Linked DNA regions of Cricetulus griseus: region 2 is linked to region 1. A link is a contact called in public Hi-C data. All regions are on one chromosome and are shown on one strand. Each heading gives the region's core, a stretch centred on a gene start, on an enhancer-like site or on the middle of the called end of the contact. The rest is flanking DNA. Distances are from core to core; before and after follow the strand shown. Region 1 holds the start of Trib1 (tribbles homolog 1). Region 2 has its middle 76 kb from the start of Trib1.

Region 1 (7,962 bases), core at 1,682-4,181:
ACAATGGTGGTCTTTGGTGATGTAAACGGGTTACGATGAACTGGCTCTGTAGAACTCAGAGATCCACCTGACTCTGCCTCCTGAGTGCTTGGATTAAAGGCCTGCACCACCACCTCCAGGTTTAGAGAAACTTTTTGTTTGTTTGTTTTTCGAGACAGGGTTTCTCTGTGTAGCTTTGGAGCCTATCCTGGCACTCGCTCTGGAGACCAGGCTGGCCTCGAACTCACAGAGATCCACCTGCCTCTGCCTCCCGAGTGCTGGGATGAAAGGCGGGCGCCACCAACGCCCGGCTGAGAAATTTCTTAAACATACTAGCTCCCAACAACCTGTGAAGATCAGCTCCCTGCCTTCCTGGGAGCTGCCCTGTCCTTCTTGGCTAGCCCTCCTGGCCAGCCACTGTTCATAGCTCTCCTCTTAACAGCTCTCCTAACCCAGGTCCAGGGTGTTGCAGATGGAGGTCCCCCTAATGGTTCCTTTCTATGCAAATTGTAGTCTCACAAATGTAGTCTCTTCGGAGACTCCTTGCGTGCTGTTAGCACTTAGCCTTGGAAGGAGACTCGGGAGACAGCCTTTCAAGGAGACACAGCAAGTTCTAGGCTTCCGTTTCTTTCTTGGGGCAAAAAGTAACCCTGTGAAGTGAGCACAGAACCAAAGTGTAGCAAGGTGTGCAAAGCGCTAAGAACAAGGAGCCTGTTCCCCCCACCCCATCCCAGCATTACCGGTTCAATTTAAGTTGTCTAATCCCCAGCGTCTAGCCCTTGGAGATGCTTAATTAGCGTTTGTTGAATGGCTGGAGAATTAATAATGAAAAGGATTTATTCTTGGGCTTGACCTGGTTTTAGAAAATTAATTATTCAGCATAAGCACAAGGATTTTGATAATAGGTATCTGTGCTGAGTGAGGATCCAGGGACTCCAAACTGACCTGGTTTGCGAAAGGGGGGGTGGGGGTGGGAGGGGACAGAAACCCTAACAACACAAAATGTGACTGCAAAGCAGCTTCCAGAGCAGGGTAAGCCAGTTCCAAGGGCACCCAACTCAGGCTGCACGAACGCGCACACGCGACCTTGTCCGGGTGCAGGTAGTGTAGTGTCTACCCCTGGCGGTGGATCCAATGACCGGTACTCCAATACCCTGGACCGCTCTGGCGCCCTAGACCCTACCTAGGGCGTGGACGGAGGCGGGAGGAGACAGGAATCTGGCGGCTGCCACGTGGGCCCCTTCCGCCAGTTCCCCACATCCTTTGTTTCCCACCGGCCGGAGCTCAGGAAGCTCTTTCTGCGAGTCACCGCGAAGGGGCGGCCCAGGAGCCTGGAGAAGAAGCTATTTCCGTGCAAATCGGGGCGGGCGAGCGGGCGAGCGGGAGGGGCGTGGAGGTGGAGGCAGAGCAGAAGGCCCAGTGTTTGCTTTTATTTCATCCAACAGAAGGTTCTATTTGTGGAAGCGAACAGACGCTGGGGATTAGAGCCGGGAGGAGGCAGGAAAAGGAAGGGGGAGAGAGAGAGAAAAAAAAAAAAGCCACACTCACTACCACGCACAGGTCTTTCCCCGGAACTACCGCGTGGGGGGGTGGGGTGGGGTGGTGGTGAATGACTGCAAATGGAATGCATCACCTTCCCTCTCGCCCCTTCCTCCGGGCTGCAGCCGCGACTCGGCGGCGCCCGCAGCTCCACCGGGAGCTCCCGGAGTGCAAGAGCCACGGGGGACGTCCCCACCGGGGCTGCAGCCAGCGGCTCCCGCCGAGCCCGGACGGAGGGGAGCCGCGCGCCGGCCGGGAGCTCGCACTCCATTGTGTTGTGTGAATGGTGCGCGCGCGCCAATCAGCGGCCGCCTCGCCCCCGCCCAGCCCCGCCCACTTCCCCGGGACCCTGACGTCACGGGAGCTTCTCCTCCGCCCCCCTCCTTCGGCTCCGGGCCGCCGAGCCCGCGGGGCCAGCGCTCGGGTGCGCGCAGCCTGCCGCCCAGCCTAGCCCCGGGGGGCGCGTGCAAGCGTGCAAGCGTGCAAGCGTGCATGCCTGCGCGCGCGCCCAAGACGGCCCCGGACGGACGGACGGACGTTCCCACCTGCGCCCAGGCGCGCGCAGTCGGGAGCATCCCCGGGCCTCCGGCCACCCCCGCTGTCCCCCGCTTCCCACTCCATCACCCCTCCTTCCCCCCCTCCCCTCCCCAGTCTCCTCCCTCCGCTCCGGTGACTGTGAGCCGGGGCGACGGGGCTGGAGTCGTCGCAGCCACCTCATTGCACAACCCGGCTTCCCAACTGTTTACACAGCCCGGCCTGTGAGTGTGTGTGTGAGTGTGTGTGTGAGTGTGAGTGTGTGTGTGTGTATACAGCGTGAGTCACCGGGAGGCGGAGGAGGTGGAGGAAAAGGAGAAGGAGCGCACAGGCCGGCATCAGTGCGGCGCACACACTCACATCCAGCCACTCTCTCTCTGAGCGCGGCTCGCACGCTCCACCGCCCGCCCGCCCGCTCGCACTCCCGGAGCGCGCAGGATCCCGAGCGGCGCGGCAAAGTTGTGCCGGCTTCTACTCCCCACTTAATTGCTTTTGGAAGTGAGTGCCTTGGCTCCGGGAAGCCACCGAGCCTGCGGAATCCGATCCTCCAGACTCCAGCGCCCCGGAACCCGGGGAAGCCGGGGAAGCCGGGCCGCCTCCCCGTCCCGGGACTCAGCCCCCAGCGTCGGCAACAATAGCGGCCCCGATCGCCGCCGCCGCCGCCCGCGAGGCGCCCAGACCTGGTGGCCGCGGGAGTCTGGGGACCCCGGGTGGCCTCCCTCCCCAGCCCGGACGCGTGGCCAGCGTGGTCCTCGTGTGGAAGACGCCGGCGTCCGGGAACGGCTGTCGTCGCGCACCTCTCGGGGACCGATCGGAGCTCCGTCTGCCAACGGCATCCCGAGGGCTGGAAGGAATCGCAGCGCCGAGCCCGGGATTTCCAAAGCCGGGGCCGCTCCGGCCAGGGCCGCGATGCGGGTCGGTCCCGTGCGCTTTGCACTCGGCGGCGCCTCGCAGCCCCGCTCGGCTCCGGCTCTGCTCTTCCCGGCCGCCCGGGCTACCCCGGCCAAACGGCTGCTGGACGCGGACGACGCGGCGGCCGTGGCGGCCAAGTGTCCGCGCCTCTCCGAGTGCTCGAGCCCCCCCGACTACCTCAGTCCCCCGGGCTCGCCCTGCAGCCCGCAGCCTCCGCCCTCCGCTCAGGGGACCGGCGGCGGCGGCAGCTGTGCGAGCGCACCCGGGCCCAGCCGCATCGCCGACTACCTGCTGCTGCCCCTAGCCGAGCGCGAGCATGTGTCCCGGGCGCTGTGCATCCACACCGGCCGCGAGCTGCGCTGCAAGGTAAGCATCCCGGGGGCCAGGGCTGCGGGCCTGGCACGAGGGCTTGGCTACCCCGGATCGCGCCCCGGCCGGAGCTTTGGGGTTGGCAGAGCCGCTAAGGAAGGGCTTTGAAAAGTCGGATCAAGAGGGCGTTTTGGTCAGCTTCGCCCCTGAGGGCTTTCCTGTGGAGTGTTCTGCTGAGGGACCCGCGGTCTAGGGCAAGTGGAGGGGTTCATCTCGGTGCTTTTTTTCTTTGGCGCTCAAGTGTGGCTAGCGCGTGGCGTCCCATTTAAGTTTGGAATTGCAATGGATTCCAGGGCCATGCCATTGCCCTGCTCTCATCCCCCCCTCCTCCCCCTGCCCTGGACGGACGCCCTGCAGTGGGTGCCTCCTCCCGGCTTGGAGCAGCTGGCAGGCTCTCAGCCGGACGTTCGCGGCACAGGCTCTGCAGACACGGTGTCCGGCTTCTACCCAGGGGGTTCTGGCTGGAACCAGAATACAGCCCACCCCAGGGAGTCGCGGGCCTGCGGGGGTTTAAGCCTGGGAGGGGCTCCAGGCCTGATTGAGAAGAGTGTTGAGGAGCTCCCAGGGGCTCTCGCTTCCACTCGCTGTAGTTTGCGTCCGCCAGTTTTTATTGCAACCTTAGGGGGAGTACAACTCCATAGGGGATGGCCCGGCTCTCCTGGAGAGCGCGGAGCCGTGGACGGTCTGTGCTTGGTGAGCGCGACGCTCACACCCTGGTCCACCGAGAGCCCCCACCGACTGCTTTCATTCCCCTGGAGTTAAGAGTGGCTCCTGGGTTTTCAGCAGCTCACCTGAACTCCCCTCTCCCCGCTTGCTGGTGCCACCTACTGTCTACTCGCGTGAAATCTCAGATGCGTGGTCAAGCCCAGAGGGGGGGAAAAAACCTTTTTTTCTTGGTGGATGAGAGCAGTTTTGGAAGAGAAACTTGTGTGGAGGGGTGGGTGGGGCGGGAGGAGAGAGCAGCAGAGGGATTCCCCCCCCCAGTTGGTACCAGAGCAGCCACCTCAGAGGTGGGGTGGGTCTGGGTCATTGTGCAACCCCTTCCAGTTCCTCCGAGCAGATAATAGCTGAATCCAGATGGTGACAGCCCGTGTGTCACCATTTCCAGTTGCGTCTAGGATATGAGTAACCGGAGTGAACAAAAGGCCCTTAAAGAGACCAGCCAGCAGCTTCTTAGAGGATTTGCCCTCCGTTCTGGGGGTGGGGCAACTAAGGTGGGGGGAGGCGTGTAAACAGATGAAAACGGCTTTTCTGAGGTGCCCATCCCCTCCTGTCGGAAGGTACACCCCAGGCTGCCTCCACCTGAGTCACAGCCATAGGAAGGTTGCTTAAGGCAGCCTTGTCAGTCTCTCCCTCCAAGTCATCAGTCCCTCTGACTAATGACATCTCTACATGTTTGCTGCCTCTGCTTCCCCTTGGAGGCAGCGAAATCGCCACATTCCTTGGCTGTGCTGAGCTGAGCCTTCTGTGTTTCATTGTTGCTTTTCACCCTTGCAGGGATGCTGGGGTCCCTTCCCTTAGCTACCTTGTAGCAAGCCTTATCTATTAGGAAGATCCAATCCACGTCAGGCTCGGCTCCCAGGAGCTGATACCAGGCCCCTAAAAGACAAAAGTATGTGTGGACCAGGGTAGGCTTTGGAAGTTGCTAGCCGGGATCCCAAGGTGTGACTTGCTTTAAGGGCATCATAGCAGCTGGAGCTGCATAAACGGCAGAGAGAATGGACTATCCAAAGGTTGAGGACCTCAGCCCAGCTTCATGTAGGACCTGGCGGGCAGCCCCTGAACTTCTGGCCCCTAAACAGGTCACTTTATCTCCGCAGGTGTTTCCCATTAAACACTACCAGGACAAAATCAGGCCTTACATCCAGCTGCCGTCGCACAGAAACATTACCGGCATCGTGGAAGTAATCCTTGGGGAGACCAAGGCCTACGTCTTCTTCGAGAAGGACTTTGGGGACATGCACTCCTATGTGCGAAGCCGGAAAAGGCTTCGGGAAGAGGAGGCCGCTCGGCTCTTCAAGCAGATAGTCTCCGCCGTTGCCCACTGCCACCAGTCGGCCATCGTGCTGGGGGACCTGAAGCTTAGGAAGTTTGTCTTCTCCACGGAGGAGAGGTGAGCAGCTGCCACAGCACCTCCTGTGGCCCTTTGGAACCAAAAAAACTGAAGGTACAGGTCATGCAGTTAGGTGCAAGCCAAACCCAAGGCTCAGGTCTTGCCTGGTTTAGTATTAAGTCATGCTTCTGGAAGTTTGTGGTCAACCTTGGTTCATTCTTTGCCCTGTTGGATGGCGAAGCCTAGAGACACCTTGGCGCTTTTGAGGATGCTGCCTAATGACAGATACACTTCTATTTCTGTCCCAGGCTCAGGCTTTCTTGTCAGGGAGGTCAGTCCAACGGGGAAAAGGTGTTCACCTGTCCTGGAAAGCACAGACTCCAAGAGGTGGTCAAATCCTGGCTTCCATCAGTGCCTGGGCTGTGCCTAGAAGACATGACAGAGCTGGTTAGGCTGTTGTGTTTGCAGAATTCCAGCCAGCCCTACCACACTGCATTCCTGCACTGTTTTAACCTTGGTACCCTCACCCCACACCCCGAAATGGTTTGCTCACATTTTCTGGTGAGATTTTAGCCATCTCATCGGCTCCATCTTCAGAAAATACCCACATTGAAGAATAAATGGAAGTTGGCTAGCACGCACCGCTAAATATAGTTCTTGGCTTACCTCATAAAGGACAAGGTGTGCTTGATAAGGGACTGAGGAGACACTAAGATTTGAAGTGGAGGTTTCACCAGGAGAACTCAGGAAGCTGTGTGAGATGCCCCACACTTCATCCTGAACACAGACCATATCTGTGGTGGGGAGAGGTAGAGTGTGGAACTGGCCTTGTTCGAGTGAGTGACTTTGTTGAATATAGTTACACAGGAGTACCCTACCTGGTCACTTTTACCTTTAACTGGGCGGGGGTGGGGGGGTGGGGGGTGTGCGAGGGTCTAGAAAGTACAGGGTTGAAGCCCTCAAAGTATGAGTTCGCGTCTGACCTTGCGCTAGCTATTGAAACATACTGATTAGCAAAGAGGAGCAAACTGTTTGCTGCGAAGAGGCGTCCAGTTCCTGGAATGTGCTTCTTTGATAATATGCTGATGCCTCTTTTTGAAACATGTGCTACACACCTCCTCGCTGGTTTTTGAAATCTGCATTGCACAGGCCGGTGTCATGGGCATAGGGTTTGGTAACCCGAGGGTTAAGCAACGGCAGGCTGACGCTATTCATGTAACCAGCACAGGTGCAGGGTTTTAGTCCTACAGGAGCCAATCAGGGGCAGACAGTGTGGGTTGAGTCATATTTTCCGTTTACAGAACCGATGGGTATTTTACATAACAGGGAGGTCACGCTGAGGACACACCGAAGTCAGTACATGTGTGCTTCACTCCAGGGAGCAGGAAGGCTGGAAAAGAGAAAAAAAATAGAGAGAGAGAGAGAGAGAGAAAGAAACCAGACCTTTGAGAGGAAAAGGAATTGACCAAATGTTTGCACGTAACTACACAAGAAGTGACTTACTGAAATAGGTCTGTTTCGGAGAAGCAGGCACCGGAAATTAGAGGTGCCCCACGTGGCCGTGGGGGTTCTAGGAGATGTGGGTGGCTGCTTCTACCTAGGGAGGGAGGCACCTGCAGCTTCGTAAGCGTTCCTTTGGCCAAAGGTCTTCTAGATTATTCTTTCCAGTTCAGTCTTGGTTTCTGTGCTTTCCTTCGCATTCTCCACTGACTTCTTCAACAGAGGTTCTCCACAAGACAGAGGCTCGTGTAGGATCTGCCTCAGTCCCTGTGTAGGGTCCCTGCAACCCTCAGATCCATCAGCCTCTTGTTTCTTCGCCTAATTTCTCTAGGTTTCAGCTAAGTGTTCTTACAGTGAGACAGCCCAATAATCACAATTGAACAACTTTCCCATTGTGGTTATTGCAGCTGGGACTCGGGTGAACGGAATTTCCTTAGTGTGGTCAGTGGTGTCAACTGGCCTGGGCAGTGTCCTGCTAAGAGACTAGTGTAGTGGCCTGTAGGAGATACAGGCCCTACCTGAGGAAGGAGGACACCTATGTTTGCTTCTCCCCTGACAGCTTTTGTAGAACATGCCAGTCTTGCTCTGAAACCAGCTCTCCATTCTGCAATGTGAACTTTGTCAATTGTGTAACCCTATTAGGATATCTCTTACAAGCCCTAGCTTCGTGAATGTTGTTTGAGACTTTGCATCATACCCCTCCGCCCCGGGCCTCTCAATACTTTGCAAATATTTATTGCAGTTTGTATTGGTTTGTGAAATCGCTGGTCTTGGGTGCTTGCAGGCCAGCGCTTACTAGACGAAGGGTAAATGGTATTCCTGCAGCCTTGGCTGTGAGTGCCTCTGGGCGCTGTTATTGGGAAGGCCTTGGTTTTCCGTTGCAGACGGTCTGAAAATAATCACTCCGTTTATTTCTCTCTCCCACAGAACCCAGCTTAGGCTGGAAAGCCTGGAAGATACACACATCATCAAGGGAGAAGATGACGCCCTCTCAGACAAGCATGGCTGCCCGGCCTATGTGAGCCCTGAGATCCTCAACACTACTGGGACCTACTCAGGGAAGGCTGCGGATGTCT
Region 2 (7,962 bases), core at 2,381-4,880, 75 kb after region 1:
CAAAACAAGATGCTTCTACAACGTGGAGAGCTATAGGCTAATTTTTGTCCCTTAGTGTCCTTAAATGCAAAACCAGGAGTCTGAGTGGCAGACACAGGCGTTGTAAGTTGTCCCACTGGAAGAGAATGGGCCACCGGGGCTCTGTGAGGGCCTCTGTGAGCAGAGAGACCCGGTAAGAGACTGAACATGGGCTTGCCTTGGATGACCTGGTGCCTCGTGGATCTTTATGGTGTCTGAGAGATGCCAGCCACCCATGCAAAGGGGACTTAGGAGCCCTGTGCGCGCTGTGGCTGGTGGAGGGCCCTCAATCCAGCTCTTAGTCACAGGAAGTTGCTGAGTAATTACTGACATATAATCATGTCTCTTTGATGGTCACAACTGTGTGGGGTGGCCGGCTTTTCCTTTTAAACAAATACGCTTGGATGACTGTCAAGACTGTCACCAGGGCAGGTGAGGACTCTCTCCCAGCCACACCGCTGGTGTGTGTGTGTGTGTGGGGGGGGGGTGGATTTGCTTTTGGTGTCCCAGGGCACAGTCGTGGTCTGCTTTGGGATACGGGGCACTGGTAGTGGGGAGACGGGTCCATGCAAGCGCAGGCTGGCAATAGGGGCCACTCAGCTCTGTGCCAGCGAGGCCTGGGAACCAAAGGTCCTGGAAGATGTGCTAGACTGCAACAACCCACACCACGACCTGTGTTCCCTCTCCCCACCTCTCACGCCTGCCTCATCAGGTCAACTTAATAAACTTCCGAATCCTCAGCTCTATCTCATGTTAGCTTCCAGAGAAGAGAAGCCAAAATGTGTGTGTGGGGGGGGGGTTGCTCAGACCCTCTTCTGGATTGAACTCTGTAAGCCAAGGCTGGAGGTTTGTGTCCCTTCAAACACGGAAACGCTTCCATCTTTTATCCAGGTTGGGGAAGTGGTGCTCACCGAGCCTCGGCTTTGAGTGCCATCTGGGTGTCCTCATGTCTGTGGCAGCGGCTTGTCTTTCCCTCTTCCAGGGGCCTCATATGTGAAATGAATGACCCAAGCATTCGGACGCCCGTTTTTTTTTTTTTTTTTGTGTGTGTATTTGTGGAGTTGTTTTGTAGCTGACAGACGTACACATGGGAGGCATCTGAACAGGTTTTGGCCGGGAGCACCATTATGGGAGCACCATCCCCAGGGGTGCCACCGGGGACGAGTTTTCTGGCTTGGTTTAGAGATACGGTTGGTAGAGAGAACTGGCTGGGATTCTGTTCTTTGTGTTGGCGTCTGTGAGCTGAACTCTGAAGAGGGACGTGTAACCCTGGGGACTGGCCAGCGGCTGGGGTGCAGCTCATGGGTGTGACCACTGCACAGGTCGTCCAAGCACCGGACAAACACACAGATGAAGAGGTTGCTAGGTCCTGTGCTGCCCTAGGGCTCCATGTAGCCTGAGACCAAGTCAGATCCTCTGAGGACTCCCCTTCTCATGGGGCTCGGGCAAGGGCAGGGGACAGAGGAGGGGTTGGGGTAGGGAGAAGAGCTATGGTAGAGGCAGAGACAGGGACTGGGCAGGGACAGAGGTGGGAGCTATGTCAGGGGTAGGGGTCCCATTGGATGACAACAAAAGATGTAATGGATAGTTGGACTGCACTGACAGGAAATATAAAGCCAAGTGAGAGATTGGGGGGGACACAGAAGGGCAGCAGTGAGAGACTGAGGAGACACAGAAGGCCTCCAGTGAGAGACTGAGGAGACACAGAAGGCCTCCAGTGAGAGTCTGAGGAGACACAGAAGGCACCAGTGAGAGACTGAGGAGACACAGAAGGCCTCCAGTGAGAGTCTGAGGAGACACAGAAGGCACCAGTGAGAGACTGACGAGACACAGAAGGCCTGCAATGAGGGACTGAGGAGACAAAGAAGGCTCCAGTGAGAGACTGAGGGAACACAGAAGGCACCTGTGAGAGACTGGGGAGACACAGAAAGCACCAGTGAGAGACTGAGGAGACACAGAAGGCCTGCAGTGAGAGACTGAGGAGACACAGAAGGCCTGCAGTGAGAGGCTGAGGGAACACAGAAGGCACCCGTGAGAGACTGAGGGAACACAAAAGGCACCAGTGAGAGACTGAGGAGACACAGAAGGCTCCAGTGAGACTGAGGAGACACAGAAGGCACCAGTGAGAGACTGAGGAGACACAGAAGGTACCAGTGAGAGACTGAAGAGACACAGAAGGCACCAGTGAGAGACTGAGGAGACACAGAAGGCTCCAGTGAGACTGAGGAGACACAGAAGGCACCAGTGAGAGACTGAGGAGACACAGAAGGTACAAGTGAGAGACTGAAGAGACACAGAAAGCACCAGTGAGAGACTGAGGAGACACAGAAGGCACCAGTGAGAGACTGAGGAGACACAGAGGCACCAGTGAGAGACTGAGGGAATACAGAAGGAACCTGTGAGAGACTGAGGAGATACAGAAGGCACCAGTGAGAGAATGAGGAGACATAGAAGGCACCTGTGAGAGACTGAGGGAACACAGACGGCCTCCAGTGAGAGACTGAGGGAACACAGAAGGCCTCCAGTGAGAGACTGAGGAGACACAGAAGGCACCAGTGAGAGACTGAGGAAACACAGAAGGCTCCAGTGAGAGACTGAGGGAACACAGAAGGCACCAGTGAGAGACTGAGGAGACACAGAAGGCCTCCAGTTTGAGACTGAGGGAACACTGAAGGCCTGCAGTGAGAGATTGAGGGAACACAGAAGGCACCAGTGAGAGACTGAGGGAACACAGGAGGGCCTCCCATATAGAAGAGGAGTCAGAGAAGGTAGCTGAGGAGTTGACACTAGAGCAGAGAGAGCCATGAGACTCAAATTAAGGCAGAGAAGACGGTGCAAAGGCCCTGAGGGTGGGAGAGTTCTCAGCATTTGGGCAACATGGGTAGAGTGGGCAGAGAGAGAGGACGAGAGGGAGAGGCTGACTTAGAGGTAGGTGATGGAATCCAGTCACGTTCAGCCTTTCAGGCCGCAGCCAAGTTCAATCCCAGCATGTTGCCCTGTGACCTGGGTGTGTGTTCCCTCTCTCCGGGTCCAGCTTTATTGGAGGTAAGGGGTTGGACGAGGTAAATCCTTCCCAAGCCTCCAGCATCTGCTTTAAAACAGCAACAAAACCAAAAGCTCCAGCACAAGCCGTGGTTTCAAGACTCTAGTCTAGGCCGGGATGCCGGTTAGTGTGTGCGATCTGAGCTCCCACAGTCAGCCTCCAGCAGAAAGAGGAGCCACTGGAGGCAGAGTGGGGGCAGGAGCCCCTCCTGGACCACACCAGGTGGGGGGGCCCTCCACAGGCCCCGGCTCACACAGCAGGGTTAGCCAGGCGTACAGCAAGCCGGCTCGCACATCCCGGTTTGCACACAGGGACTCATCCTTGTCATTCTCTTCAGTTCTAGAGTGCCCGGGGCCAGAGGGCACGGGGTAGGGCCCTCGTGGGCCCCCCGAAATCTTGTTGATGGTGCACTTTGTATTCCGCAGGATCTGCACAGCTGCCCTCTTGCCTCATCGCACTCGCCAACCCCGAGGGGCGGCTTTCAGCCGGTTTGCTAATGTGCTCAGTTCCTCTTTGGGACATATGCCTGTCCCTCTGAGTTCCCGTGGCTGCGTGGAAGTGGACCTAGGCCCAGAGGGTGACTAAGCGGGGAAGCCCCTGGACTGCACGGCTCCCAGAGGCTCCCGGTTGCGTAAGGACTCTTATTTCTTTCTTTCTTTTTTTTTTTTCTTTTTGAGAAGGTTGCAGGCAACAGGATGAATCATAGCAAACACACGTGGCTCTGGGGGTGGGGTGGTGGTGGGGGGACAGTCCTTCCTCATGCCGCTGTGCAAAGCAAAGCTTCTTAAAAGTGAATCAGCAGCGCCTGCACCCTAGGTCGTGGGAGGAGGGCAAGGGTGCCAGTTACAGATTTCCAGAGTATTTGGGTGTGGTCCCCGGGGTTGAGCAGCCTGGACAGCAGGGACCTAGGTCACTCACCCGAGCTTCGGCTGGAGACCTGTTGCACTCTAATATGCAACAGCTCCTTGTGTGTACTGAGGGAGAGACGGGGTACACTTTCAAGCCAAGTGACACAGCCCCTGGACCTGCAAGTCCCAGAGGCTCCTCATGTGGACAGCCTGAGAAAGACTTTCTGGCACCTGTTTGGCAGAAAAGAGCCCTTCTTGCCTTCCCAAGCACCGAGGCAGAGTGAAGAAGTGGTTGGGAACCACCGGGCTTTGGGATGAACTTGAGGCTCAAATCCCATATGGTGTCTTGGAGTGAGTCTGCAGACGGAGCAGAGCTGCTCTTTCCCTTCTGTAAAATCAGGAAACGGTATCTGCCGGCTGAGCACACGCAAGAGGAAGACAGGCATGGAGACAGACTTCTGTAATTCTCACTCAGGGTGAGAGGCAAGGGGGCCTGTGAGTTTCAGACCTACCGTCACAGGGGGAAGACTCCCAAGACATCCACAGGAGGTCTTCACAGAAATCCTCAGTGGCCCCTGAGAAGCCAGAGTTGACAGCCAGGCATTTTGGCTTTGTTGGCTGTGTGTTTATAGGTGTGTCATTTATAGCTGATTGTGTGCCCGAGTTTGTTCAGGGGGTAAAAGTGACTTCCTCATAGAGTTGACAGATGGGATGACAGATGAAAGTGGTATACCTGGGACATTCTGAATGCACAGCAAGTGCAGCCCTCTGCTGTGTAGTATGAGTTACCATAGCATCAACTTACCAGTCAGAGCTCAGGGGAGAGTAGGTGAAGTTACTATAACTTTTATTTTCGAAAGAGCTGACGTGGATTTGGCTAGGAGCGGGGGCCTCAAAGGACCAAGGAGAGGTGTTTATATCTCTGTGGAAGCAGAATACTGATGTAGGCCCAATGGGCTTTGCAAGGGGTGTGTCATGATTTGCTGGTAGTTGGTCAGCTGGAGAAAGACAATGTGGGTGGGGTGGGGGAGAGATCAGTCTTGAGGAGAATGAGGTGCTAGGGTGTCCTAGTCGCCTGTCTCCCTTCAGAGATAGAGCAACTTCAGAGTGCCCAGTCCTTATGGTGCAGGAGACATTGCACGCAGCGCACAGCCAGCCCGGCTCATGGTAGAACAGACCATAGAGGGCAAGAGATAAGAGTTCCACTCATGCATTTTGTCACAGCAATGCGCTGAAGTACTTTTTATATATGGGTCCCGCTGCTGGTGACCCTACATTATGTAGTGTCCCAGACCTGGTGTCTCTCCTAGGCATCAGCCTCACAGCCTGAGGCGAACTTACTTTTTGTAAACTGAAAATGCTGGCATACTCCTCACTCATGGGTACAAACCCAGACCACATAGAAACCTCTAGAAAAATCACGGCGCTTGGGTCCCATCCCAACCATCACCGATTCTAAAAACTAGGAGGTAGACACGGGCATTCCATGCTTTAAAAGCTTCCTAGGGGGGTTGAGTGTGCCAAGAGAGTTGAAAGCCACTGCTCCAATCTGCTGCCCTGCTTGGAGTTGAGTTCTTCCTTCGGGCTTTCACCGTCAATGCTAGTCCCCCCTTCTCATCCCATCTTATTCCATTCTGTCTTTCCCCTCTCCTTTGCCAACTTGCCTTCCAGTAAAGTGGATTGTTGAGGGACTTGGCCGTTCAAATTGTCTATTGGAAGCCCATTGTGTGTCTGACTCCAGAAGCGCGGATGCAATAGAGTCTTGCTTTCGTGGGATCTGTAGTCACACACCTGCGCGAAGGAAAAGGGTTAACAGAGAATATGGGTGGGGAGAAATTAGATGACTGCATCATGGGAGGAGGTGGGTGGGCACAGGCGGCTAAAGAAGAGAGGGGGGGAAGGGAAGACTTGCAGTTCACCCGCAGATCGTTCATTTCCCGACACGCCGTGGTAACCCGTTACCTACCTCGTTTTAGAGCTAGTTTCTTTTGCTATTGCTCCACCAATATCAGGTGGGGTATAATATGTGATACTTTAGAGACAGTGGATGGAAACCATGTCCCTTTAGTTAGGATCCATTCATCTCTAGGTGTGTATCCATTCCACGGGTTAAAATGGGGGAGGATTTAGAAATTATCATCTCAGATATATTTTCCCATGTCTAGTCCTATGTGTTAGTGTTCAGGCATCTGCACTGGCCTGCCCTAGGGGTTCTGACAGGACGCGCCCTCAGCTGCAGCCACTAAGAGCACCACCTGTGCAATTCACTATGTTCCCTTTGAAAAGGGCCCTGCCCATCTCCCATCTCTCTCTCTCTCCCCCTCCTTCTCTCTCTCCTTCTCTCTCTCCCTCCTTCTCTCTCTCTCCCCCTCCCTCTCTCTCCCTCACTCTCTCTCTCTCTCTCTCTTCTTCTCTCTCTCTGCCTCTCTGCCTGTCTCTCTGTCTCTACTCCCCCCACCTCTCTCTTCTCTTTTGCCACTCCTGTCCCCCCCCAGGCTGGTCTCCCCTCCCCCACTTCCCCCCCAATAAAAACCCCCTCCACCCAAGCTCTGTTTCATGGCATCTTTCTCTCACGTGCCTCTTTTTAAAATCACAACACAATCTATCAAGAGTTTTCTGTGTTGTTAGGAATTCTAAATATAGGGCTTCAACGCGCATCGGAATCCGCTAGGATTTGCACAATACATATGCCCTTGGCTTCTTTTCTTCCCTCGCAGTGTCTGAAATGGCCTCACTAGGCTCTTTCTGTGAGAGGTGCTGGGATCTTGCACAGACGTGGGATGCAGGACAGCAAGTTATGATTGCAGAGGCATTGATAAGGCTGGGTGTGGTCAAGAGGGACATCTGTGAGCATCACCAATCTCAGGACGTTCAAGGGTACTGTGGGGCGTGCCTGGGTAGGGAAGGAACATTTTAAGAGAACTCTGCAAGCTCTTTGGCCGGCCTTTCACTGATAGGTGAAGCCAGCATCCCTTCCCTGTGGATCTGAGCTGGCTTCCCTGCCTCTGTTTGAGTGATGGAGGGCAGCCAAGGCTTTTCTTCTTGAGATCCTAGTCTCAAAAAAGTCCACAAAGCTTCCCTTTGGTTCCCTTTGGTTCCTCGCTATGGCAGGTAGGAAAGCTGACACCCTCAAGACAGCCACACTGTAGAGGTTTCCCTGACCACCTCACCAGGGCTAGCCTTAGCTGCCGGCATCCTGGCAAGATGGAGCAAGAACTTTTAGTCCAGTCCTGAATTCTCAGCCCACAAATCCAGGAACAACACAAAAGGGGAGATACCCCAAGTGTTGAAGCAATCCATTTCACAGCAGCAGTAAGCAGAATACTTTGAACTCAGCTAGCTCTTTGTGGCCCATGATTGTGGAGCAAACATGCCAAAAAATTGATAAGAGCAGCTCATAGTAGGCCATCCTGGGGTAATCAGAAGGGTGCGAGGGAAGAAAAGAACATACAGAACAGAGAACTTACAGGCCCAGAAATCAGTTTGCAAACTATTTTGCCCAAACCCTTCATTTGATAGGCTGAGTGGAAGGGACTAGCCAAGAGTGGAATCCATGTCGTCACGTCTGGAGTCCTGTCTTTCCTTTTCAGGTTTTCTGGGCAGATGCAGGCTAAGGAAGTGATGAGACAATTCACGGCTTCTCCTGGGATGGGCCTGACTTCATTTAGTGAAACTTTGTCTTGAAGCCTTTGCAAGAGATCCCTATGGAATTCCTTTTCTGGAGTCTCCTGTCTGTCCGCCGCTGCACTTCTCAGAGTTAGATGAATTCATTGACTTTCTCATTTCTATTTTTAAGGCTTGTCTTTCAGGTCAAGGGTGTACTGGGGCCTGGGGCTCCCTTGTAGAACGTGTAGACATGGCTCCCGAGGGCATTTGGTCTCTCCATTGGAAGACACACCTCTGATCTTTGAGCACCATTGTCTTAACTCCATCTCTTTGTGTAGTAACCGGGACACCACCCTTCATGTACTAACCCAGTTTGTGACTCATCTCTGGAATCTAAGCTCCCCCAGGGCCGGATTAGTGCCCGATTCACAATGTCTATTTTCAAGC

Evidence for each region. Hi-C and Micro-C count contacts between places; a contact is called where the count stands out from the background.
Region 2: a Hi-C map of the CHO-K1 cell line shows a contact between it and region 1, with 2.1 times the contacts expected there. The contact joins the enhancer-like site here to the promoter of Trib1 in region 1. A contact is called at or near these places in 2 of 8 Hi-C or Micro-C datasets (both in the CHO-K1 cell line).

What each region holds. Positions count from the first base shown.
Region 1 is chr10:27,986,129-27,994,090 of CriGri-PICRH-1.0, reverse strand. Trib1 (tribbles homolog 1) reads left to right here and starts at 2,931. Exons shown (of 3, transcript XM_027431600.2): 1 at 2,931-3,330; 2 at 5,154-5,446; 3 at 7,814-7,962. The coding sequence starts at 2,962.
Region 2 is chr10:27,911,384-27,919,345 of CriGri-PICRH-1.0, reverse strand. No RefSeq gene overlaps it. Among named protein-coding and RNA genes, the nearest start is that of Trib1, 76 kb to the left of the region's middle. Within about 2 kb of position 3,630, at least 4 of the 6 cell types and tissues checked have open chromatin away from gene starts, as enhancers often do. A contact at or near this core is called in the CHO-K1 cell line, where this site is marked.